Regions from separate parts of the Zea mays genome. Here all the other regions are linked to region 3. Evidence: chromatin contacts called from public Hi-C data. All regions are on one chromosome and are shown on one strand. Each heading gives the region's core, a stretch centred on a gene start, on an enhancer-like site or on the middle of the called end of the contact. The rest is flanking DNA. Distances are from core to core; before and after follow the strand shown.

What was found. A called contact is a pair of places that touch in the nucleus more often than the background predicts.
Region 1: a contact with region 3 is called in a Hi-C map of ear, with 2.9 times the contacts expected there. The contact joins the promoter of LOC103643599 here to the enhancer-like site in region 3. A contact is called at or near these places in 6 of 25 Hi-C or Micro-C datasets (ear, endosperm, leaf and 1 more).
Region 2: a contact with region 3 is called in a Hi-C map of tassel, with 5 times the contacts expected there. The contact joins two enhancer-like sites. A contact is called at or near these places in 7 of 25 Hi-C or Micro-C datasets (endosperm, leaf, leaf mesophyll and 1 more).

Annotation. Positions count from the first base shown.
Region 1 is chr1:250,241,167-250,244,323 of Zm-B73-REFERENCE-NAM-5.0, reverse strand. It overlaps LOC103643599 (F-box/LRR-repeat protein 15), which reads right to left and starts at 1,766. Exons shown (of 17, transcript XM_020546794.1): 1 at 952-1,766. The coding sequence starts at 1,352.
Region 2 is chr1:249,503,784-249,507,001 of Zm-B73-REFERENCE-NAM-5.0, reverse strand. No RefSeq gene overlaps it. Among protein-coding and RNA genes, the nearest start is that of LOC100274380, 17 kb to the left of the region's middle. Within about 2 kb of position 1,426, at least 15 of the 20 cell types and tissues checked have an H3K27ac peak or open chromatin away from gene starts, as enhancers often do. A contact at or near this core is called in leaf mesophyll and tassel, where this site is marked.
Region 3 is chr1:249,777,653-249,780,555 of Zm-B73-REFERENCE-NAM-5.0, reverse strand. LOC100193040 reads left to right here. Exons shown (of 14, transcript NM_001358599.1): 13 at 66-245; 14 at 323-651. The coding sequence ends at 484. Among protein-coding and RNA genes, the nearest start is that of LOC100193040, 24 kb to the left of the region's middle. Within about 2 kb of position 1,310, at least 10 of the 20 cell types and tissues checked have an H3K27ac peak or open chromatin away from gene starts, as enhancers often do. A contact at or near this core is called in ear, leaf mesophyll and tassel, where this site is marked.

The DNA of each region.
Region 1 (3,157 bases), core at 517-3,016, 460 kb before region 3:
TTCTTTTGGCTTTTCTAGATAGATAGCTTTTATTATGAATCTAGGTGCTAGCAAGAGCTATGTATCTGGAAAAGGACAGGCCCAATATTGGTGGCTCCCACAAGAATAGGGTCTGGGAAGGAATAACCAAGGGGAGCCTTACCCCTGGCTCAGTCAAAGGGCTCTCACCACTGCGTCAGGCCAGTCATTCCTCAAACAATTTACAATTTGGATTGGACAGAGTAACTTAGTCTTCACGAATATAGTTGGAAGGGACAATTTTGTGAAAATTCATAGGCTAACATGTGACTTAAATGTTGCATCTAAATAATCAATAGGAATAGATGGAGATAAAATAAATCGCTCTCAATGGAGGTTTCATGCGCTTTCCAATACCTTAGAAACGGGTTGACATAGTTTCAGAAAGGTGAAAGTAGTTTCACCTATTTCATTATGAAATGTAGTGCCATGTCATCAAAAATCCTATGTGGCATATCAATTAATTCTATGTGACATACTAATTACTCTCATGAAACTGTTATTGAGAATGGCCTTAGAGCAAACACTTTCTCCATTGATCCATTTGTGGGTCCTTTATCATTTCAAACCAGGGAGGCAGTGATTACAAAAACAACACTTCAGGCAACTGCATTACATCTTTGCTACCGTTGTTAGAATGGGCTCAGCATTTCAACATACACGAACATCAAAAAATGCACTGCATAAATTTTCATGCTTGAGTTCAAGACATCTTAGGTATCCTCCACATACATGCAAAAGAACAAGACCTTAGGTTGCAACTCCACATCAATTACATAATGCATGAAGTGCAGCTTCGTTTCAATTTCACTAGGCAGGTTTTCCTGAAACTACTATCAATAGGATCTAGAGAAACAAAACATTTAAACGAACAACAAAAAGTCCACATCATGCAAAATACTAAAGATGAGGAGCAACATTGGCATAACTTACTCGCCAAAGTGTCGTACTCTGAGCCGTTTATTCTGCAGGTCTCTGTCTTCATCCTCTTCGTTCAGCTTGCCCCACCCAACCTCCATACTGCCACCCGCTTGGGGATCGTCTAGGATACCACCAAACATGTCATGGAACCCAAGAGAAGAGATGGATTGTCCGCCCAAGGCCCTTTCCACACCCTGCGAGCTCCCAGCGGCGTCGGGGTTCCACTCCGGCAGAACCGGAGTCCAGTTAAGTGAGCGGGGAGCGGCCTCCTGCCGCGGCGGGAGGTGCCAGACTCGCCGCCCCAGCGACAGCGCGAGTTCCGGCTCCTCTCGCACCTCCTCATTCCCCTCTTCGTCGTCACCGGCGCCACCGCCAGCGCTCTGTACGCCCTTCATCCGGCCCCCATCCGCCATGCCCTCACGCCAAAAGACCAAAACCAAACCCTAGAACCATGCCCGGCGCCACTTACGGCCGCCCAGACCTGAACGAGCCTCCACCCACGCGTAACCCAACGGAGCTCACCGATTTGACACCACGGCACGGTGAATTCCACCGGATTCGGTCGAATCGGCACGGCCCAGCCGCGCACGGCCACCGGTAGTGCTGGCGCGCACGACACAGGAGCGAGTCCTCGGCGAGGTGGGCGGGGCCTGCGTCCGTACACGTATTCTCGAGTGGGGCCGAACCGGCTGGGCGGATCTGCGCGGCGTGGAGACGGCGGTGGTGGCCGCAGGCTCGCGAGCGCTCAGGGAGAGAGGGTGCGGGGGATTGAGAGGGACGGCTCGAGACAGAGGTGATGGGGCGCGGCCATATTTGTGCTATAGACTGACAAGACATTTGCAATTTTGTCATTATCATTTATGAGCTTCGCTACTATATTATCGGATCTATAAATCATTGTCACAAATGATTCTATCAATCATAAACATGAGATGGTATAATAACATAAAGCTAAAATGGAGTGTAAATAACAAATTTCTCTAGCCATAGAGCACTGGGTCACGACAACGACTGTGTTGGAGACTTGTTCTCAAATGTTATGAGTTAAGAACAAGGCAACACAAAAAGGTTAAACGTTAAAGTCTTTCGTTCTTTGAAGCATTATTTTCCTTGAGATATAACGATTTTCAGACGAAGATTATGAAGGACATACCTTCATCAGCATAATACATAATAACGAAGAGGGAACCATATGAAATATATAAAAGAATAACATAAACAATCATATATTATTATCAACTCGTTTCTATTTTATTATTGTAGAAAGATAGAAATAATGTCAAATTATAAATGTACCTTAGCTCGAAAGAAGGTAAGGGTACAAGTGTGATGCAAAAGCAAATGCCAGATCAACGTGAACAGTACGGGAGCACTGTTCACCTATTTATAGGCACGGGACGCAGCCCATGTAAAATTACACTCATGCCCTTTACATTTACTAATAACTCTATAGTAATCCATCGGGGTCTAAATAGCCTTTTCCCCTTTAAGTCGGTTTCCTTTTCTGCTATCACGCCGAAGCTCCCCTGCACATAGCTTCGGCTCTGCACCATCCTTCGTATTCTTTGTGCTTCTTCACACTGTGGTTTTGACCCAAGTCCGAAGGTACCTGTTCATGTATTATACTCCAGAAACATTATTAAATCATGTTTTTGAGGACCTTCGGAAGCCGAAGGCCCCCAACAGTAGCCCCTCGCAATATTAATTTGTTAGAATGGTAAATTCAGATTGCGATATGGACGAAGGCCCTAAGCCCAAGGTCCGAAAAAACATCTTCCTTTTGCTAGAATAGCAACAGTCAATGACAAGCGGGGCCCTCCAACTTGCAACGCACTAGGCGTATAAATAAGAGCATACCACGAGCTCATTTGGCATGCTTTTTGCCATCTGCTCTGCTTGCTCAATTTTTAGCTCTTGCCTACAAACGCTTGCCTGGCTTTTTAGATTTTCTAAGCTTCTGCCTTAAGAGCACATTTTCAGCATTTTCGAAGAGATGTCTCAAGATAAGAAAGTTGTCGCTGAAACGAAGCTGAGTCTTTCTGAGGAGAAGAATCTTGGCTTTATTGAATCAATAACAAAGACAAATACAGAGAAGATTACTAGAGAAATTTTAGAATGCTTATCTGAAGACACCGGTGATAGTGACAGTTATGATGTGGAAAGTGGTGGCGAAGACTCCGAAGATCGACCCTGGCGACCAAGTCATACAGTTTTCGGA
Region 2 (3,218 bases), core at 177-2,676, 270 kb after region 3:
TGACAAAGTTGTAGAGCTACTATAGTAGTATCAATTTGAGTAAAACACCCTTGAAGTATGGCTCAGTCAAGGGCATTCTAAACCTAGACTGACAGTGGCGTTGGTCTAAATTTGGAGCCAAATTATGGATGATCTAGTTAGATTAAGGCTAGGGTCACTGTGACAAAGTTGAAGATGTTATATAGGAGAACAAATTTGCTAAATTCAAGTTGGTATGTTAGTACTTGGAAATGGGAGTAATATGCCCTCAAAGTAGCTCTGTCAGACACACCGAAAGGGAGTATTGCATTGTACAGTAAACAGAAGAAGATCCCTTCACCGCCGGTGTGCTTTGCGCCGTGATCCACGCTCGGCGCTGTGATTCACGCATGGCTAAGGATGGCAAAGGCATGGTGAGTAAAAAGATCGACGGAGGGGTGAAAAGATCACATGAGGGTTGAATTGGAGCTCTGCGCTGTCGTGCCCACTTGCCCAGCGATGTGGCCGAGCGGCCGTCACCTTGGTGGTTGCTGACTTCCTCGGTTGTGCCATGCCAGGGACCAATTCACCACGTCACTATGACCGTGTCAGATAGCGAGTTACCCCTCCTTGAGCCATTACACTACTGCGCGCCATGAAGCTTACCCAGTGAAAAATTTCACCGTCGTGGAGTTCAATCCCATCTCAAATTCGCAAAGCAGGTGGCCGGCCTCTTTAAATTGAGTGCCTTTTGTGTTTTGCCCTTCTCTTACAAACCCAGTCCACCCTTAGCCAGCCCTTCACGTCCACCATAGCTCGTACGCTTCGGATTTCCCCGAAATTAGTCACCATCGCCGCCGTGAGAAGCTTCCCCGTGGCTAGAGCCCCTCCTGTATGTTTATCCCCCTCTAGTCTATGTTCTAGCATCCTTACAGTCTCTTGTTGCTCACTGACTACCGATCGAACGCTACCACAGCGAAGAACCGAGAACATTATGTCGCCGCTCGGGAACTCGCCATAGACCGTCTCCACGTTCACTCGTTGCTCCATCCATTCGCCTGCCTTACCGACCGTCATTCTAGCCTTCTGGTGAGCCACTAATACTCTCTAAGCTCCTATGTTAAAACGCTACCGCCTTGTGCTGAGAGGAACAGCCTTGTCGGAGCTCTAGCTCCACCGTCGTCGTGGGCAGATAAGAATTAGGGGAGGATCAGTCAAATTAGTCTCGGTAATGTGCCCGGGCAGTCTCTAGTGTGGTGCCTATGTGCTTGCTACCACTGGTAAGGGTCACCAACGATGAGCCCCTTGGCCAGAGCTAGGTGTTTGATCAACGCACAATCGGGGACTTGAAACCGTAAAGAAATAGAAGTAGGAAGGTTTAAGTGAAGATGTCAGTGACATGTGGAATAGTACCGTGGACTCATGCCTGGTTATTTGAATGGCTAGGGGCCTTTGCGTAAAGTCACGGACATGGGCGCGGGTACTTTCCTCTACTCGTGGGCCGACCCGGGTTCGTTTGAGCCCAGTACTATTTACGCTTTATTCTTTTCTTTTTGTTGGTAACTTACAAAATCCAGTAAAAATAGTAGAAAAATGGTAAAATCATGAGACCAATTTTAATAGACTCATGAAATCATATAGTATTTAATAAAATAGTTTCAAGATTTTTATTGCAAATAATTATATAGCTTTTAAATATGGTTATGCAAAGTTTATTAGAATTTTAGAAATATATTAGGAGTTTCAAAATCATCAAAGCTTTTGGTAGACTTGGTGTTGGCCCTTGTTCTCGAATACTATACATCAAGAACAAAGCAACATAATTGTTAATGATTAAAGATTTTCGTCCTTCGAAGCATTATCTCCCTTGGGATATAATGATCCTCGGGCGAAGGTCATGAAGGACATACCTTCATCATTTCAGTGAATTAGTATAAACAAAGACACATAGAACACAAAAGAAGATGAATAATCATTACAAATCAATAGGTTATCTCTATTATCATTTTATAAATATAGATAAACATCAATGACATTTATATTACATTAATACATTCGTCTTAGCAGAAGGTGAAAATGAGAGAGTGATGCGAGAACAATTACAATCCGGCGTGAACAGTACGGTGTTACTGTTCATCTGTTTATAGGCACGGGACACAGCCCGGACAAAATTACATTCATGTACCTAACATTTATTGCTAATCATAAGGCGAGCTATCAAGGGCTGAGTAGTCTTTCCCCTTTAGGTCGGTTTCATCTTTCACCTTCATCATCATACTAAGCCGAAGCTCCTTCAGCCACAGCTTCGGTGTCCGTTCATCCTACCCTCGGATTGTATCTCCATATCACGTATACCTTCATCTCAAAGCCAAAGCTTCCTGTAATAGTTTATGTTACAATAAAAACATATTAGTCACGTTTTTGAGGACCTTTGGAAGAGAAAGGCCCCCAACAGTAGCCCCTCGCAGTATTAATTTGTTTCTATATTAACAAATTTAGACTGCGACGTGAACGAAGGCCTTTAGCCGAAAGTCCAAAAAAACACCTTCCCTCGCTAGAATAGCGAAAGACACTGACATGCAGGGCCCACCAAACTATGATGCGCTGGGCATATTAATAGGGACTCACATTGATAGCGTTTGATGTGCCATCTCAACTGCTTGCGCTATTTTTGTCATTCTTAATTTTCTTGCTCTGCCAAGTTTTGATTAATTTGCAAGCTTCGGCATTTGCACAACCGTTGATTAAATGGCTGAAGTGAAGAAGGTTGTTGACCCTGCATTGGCTGGGTTTTATGTAGCTATGGAGAAGACAAACACAGAGAAAAATCACCAATGAAATGTTGGATGGGTTGTCTGAGGATTCTGGCGAGAGCGAAAGTTTTGATTTGGAAAGTGGAAACAAAGATGATGAAGATCGGCCCTGGCGGCCGAGTCATATCATCTTTGGAAAGTCATCCATCAAGCAGAGTCAGATTGATGCTATGAAAGGGAGATATTTCCGCGACATTTCTATCGTGAGGGCTAGATGAGATAGCACCGCGCCTGTGCCCGAAGTAGACGAAGTTGTTGTTTACAGGAGCTTTATGAAGGCAGGGCTTCGGTTTCCCTTGAGTAAACTTCTAGTTGAAATTATGAAGACTTTTGAAATTTACCTTCATCAGATTACCCCCGAGGCTACCATTAGAATGGGGATTTTTATTTGGGCCGTGAGGAGCCAAGGACTAGACCCGAGTGCAAAATGCTTTTGTAACATGCATG
Region 3 (2,903 bases), core at 61-2,560:
GTTTATCATAAAACACTCGGAAACATGCTGCTGCCTTCATTTTGGCTTTCGACCACTTCCTGCAGATTCTTGAGCCGTGTAAAGAACTGGCAATGCAACTTATGGAGCTGGGTCTGCAGCACCCGCCAACGAGGAAGCTGGGCATGGACATGCTGAGGGAGCGAGGCCTGCATCACGACTACGTGACTGCGATGCTGCAAGATGGGTACTACTTGGAGGCCCTGCGCTATGCCAGAAAATACAAGGTCCTTGGCTTTGCTTTGATTCGCTCTTCCCCCTTTCACCTTGCATACGCCGATGACTGACGCGAGGATTCGCCCAGGTGATCACCGTGCAGCCTGCCCTATTTCTGGAGAAAGCCCTGGCGAAGAACAGCGCCCACAACCTGGCTGCAGTGCTGAGCTTCTTCTGCGAGTTCACTCCGAGCTTCAAGGCCACATCGGACTTTGTCAGATACCGGCATATTCTGTCTGAAATGGTTTGAACAGCTTTCCGTTGTGCAAACTTGTTGTCCCGAAATGACTTGGCACGTCCTCTGTAACAAGCAACGTCACCTCGGAGGGTACTTTTATTTAATTCTTTTGGTCCCTCTTGCAGAAAATAATATTTTATTGTTGTGAATAAAAAAACGTTGCAATTACCGATGAAAAACAAGTCTGGCTTGAGGCTAAGATGATCGCTTCCCGCTCGCCGACCATGCAGCTAGCCATCTCGTCACTTATGCTACTCCTAGCTATGGATGGCCAAATAGGTGTTAAATGGGCATACACTAAATACGGTATTTCTAGTAGTGCTTCGGTATAGCATGAGCATGATTCATATAGTACCAGTGTAGGTACGATACGTGTCTAGTGCTGTGTTTGGGTCATCACCCCGACGCGATGGGCTGACAATAGTATGATACGATTAAGTGACCGACATAGTTAGACATGACTTAGACCAACCGATGGTATATAGATGTGATTATGATATATGCATGAGATTGTAAATTGTTATTTATTATGATTTTAAATATAATGAATTTATTTTATAATGATATAAATATATAAGTTTTAAAATTATATATATAATCTTAAAGATCTTCTATATTTTTAGCTTTGTTTAGGCTGGTACGAACACTATTATGTGTTAACGTTGTATAGCGCTGACACGATATGATTAAGCACTATAGTGTAGTGACTTTGTCGCTGGTTAGACACTAGTGCCGACACGGTACGGCAAGATATGTCTGATAGGGTTAGTGCCAATACCAGTGCCGGATGACCTGTTTGACCATCAATACTACCCAACGACCGCTTTGGTCTTGGTCTGGAACTCGAACGCGTCAGTTATGTCCAGCCGTCTTCGGAAGTGGCGTGCTCGTCGCCGGGCCTGTAGCCCTGTATCATGTCCACGAAGCGCTTTTCGGTCACGGGCGCCTGGAAATGCACGGTGAACAGCCAAGCGATCCTGCGCTTGAAGTCCGGCAGCCAACGGCGGTTGTTGACGACGAAACTGGACTCCGCGGCGGCCTTGATGAAAGGCTGAAGGCCAGTTTGGCAGCGAGACGCTCGCACTAATCTCCACGGCTGCCGTCGTTGGCGCATTTGGTTTCTAACGGGCCGTAAATTTGGATATCCATTTCGAACTTAGTATGCATTTGGTTCAGCTTACTAATCAGATTTGCAGCCCCGGTCCTATGATTTTGAGGGACTCGCGAACTGATTGAGGTGGCTGTCTAGACTATATAAAAATTCTATAATATACAACGGTACAATGCAGATTAGCATTTCGTAGGTAATTGATGATGTGCACTGAAATTAATTTTTAAAATATCTAAGACGCTAGATAATATACAACGGTGCAGATTAGCACTTCGCATGTTGAGAAATAAGAACGACGATTGCAGGTTAACTTGAATCCTGATCGCTCGATCGTGCGTGCTTGGTGCCTGCGCAGTGGTGCCCAGCGTCCTAGAATCATGAATGGCTAGACCGGCGAGATGGCGAACGACGATCGCGTGGAGGGTGTGGTCGCACAGAAGCGCACTCGTGTGGAGGTGTGGGTATGACAGTTGGGCAGTGGGCAGCGCGTGTTGCGCGGTCCGTGTGCGGCATGCGTCCATATGCTAGCGACGATACTGGCTTGTTGGCTACCCCTACTATTTTATTACTACCATATAGCCCGTGCTAATGCTACGTTTCTTGGAAGGGGAGGAGAGGGGGTGGACGACGATGGTGGCAGCGCGAGGGGAGGGGTTAACAACAGTGGAGACGCTGAGAGGGGAGGATTGAAGGATGAGAGATGATTCAAATAATATTATCCATTAGATTTAAGCAAGGGAGATGAGGTTATTCAACAATCTAAACCGTTGGTTTTCATGGTGTGTTAAGTATGTGTGCAATTTATTTGGTGGATGTAGTGAAGATTATAGGTGTGTGGATTATTTGGTTGGATGAGTTTTCAAAGTTTAAACTTGTGAATTATATAGTGGTATAGATAGATACTAAATATTGGACCCCTATTAGTTTTGGGCCACCGGCCTTCGCCTCCGTTGCATTGCCTCTGCATATTTGCTGCTAAAAATCTAAAATCTCAACTAAATGGATACAACAGCAGAATAGATTCATCAAAATTTATAGATTTCGATAGTTTAATTCAGAATTACCTTCTACTCTGGATTTTTCAGATTCATTTATCTATGATATAAGTTATCATGCTCTTATAGAATCTATAGTTGACAGTAGTTTCAACCAAATTAATTCTAGTTTTATCACATTGTCAGCTCACAACAGCTTTCTCATAGCTCACCACTATAATTAGATTTTCAAGAATTTATAGCTGAACCAAACAGATCTTTAGATTGTCGCCAGCAGTTTTCCTATCTCATCTCATATTTTAAACTGTACACTGTAAACAATACA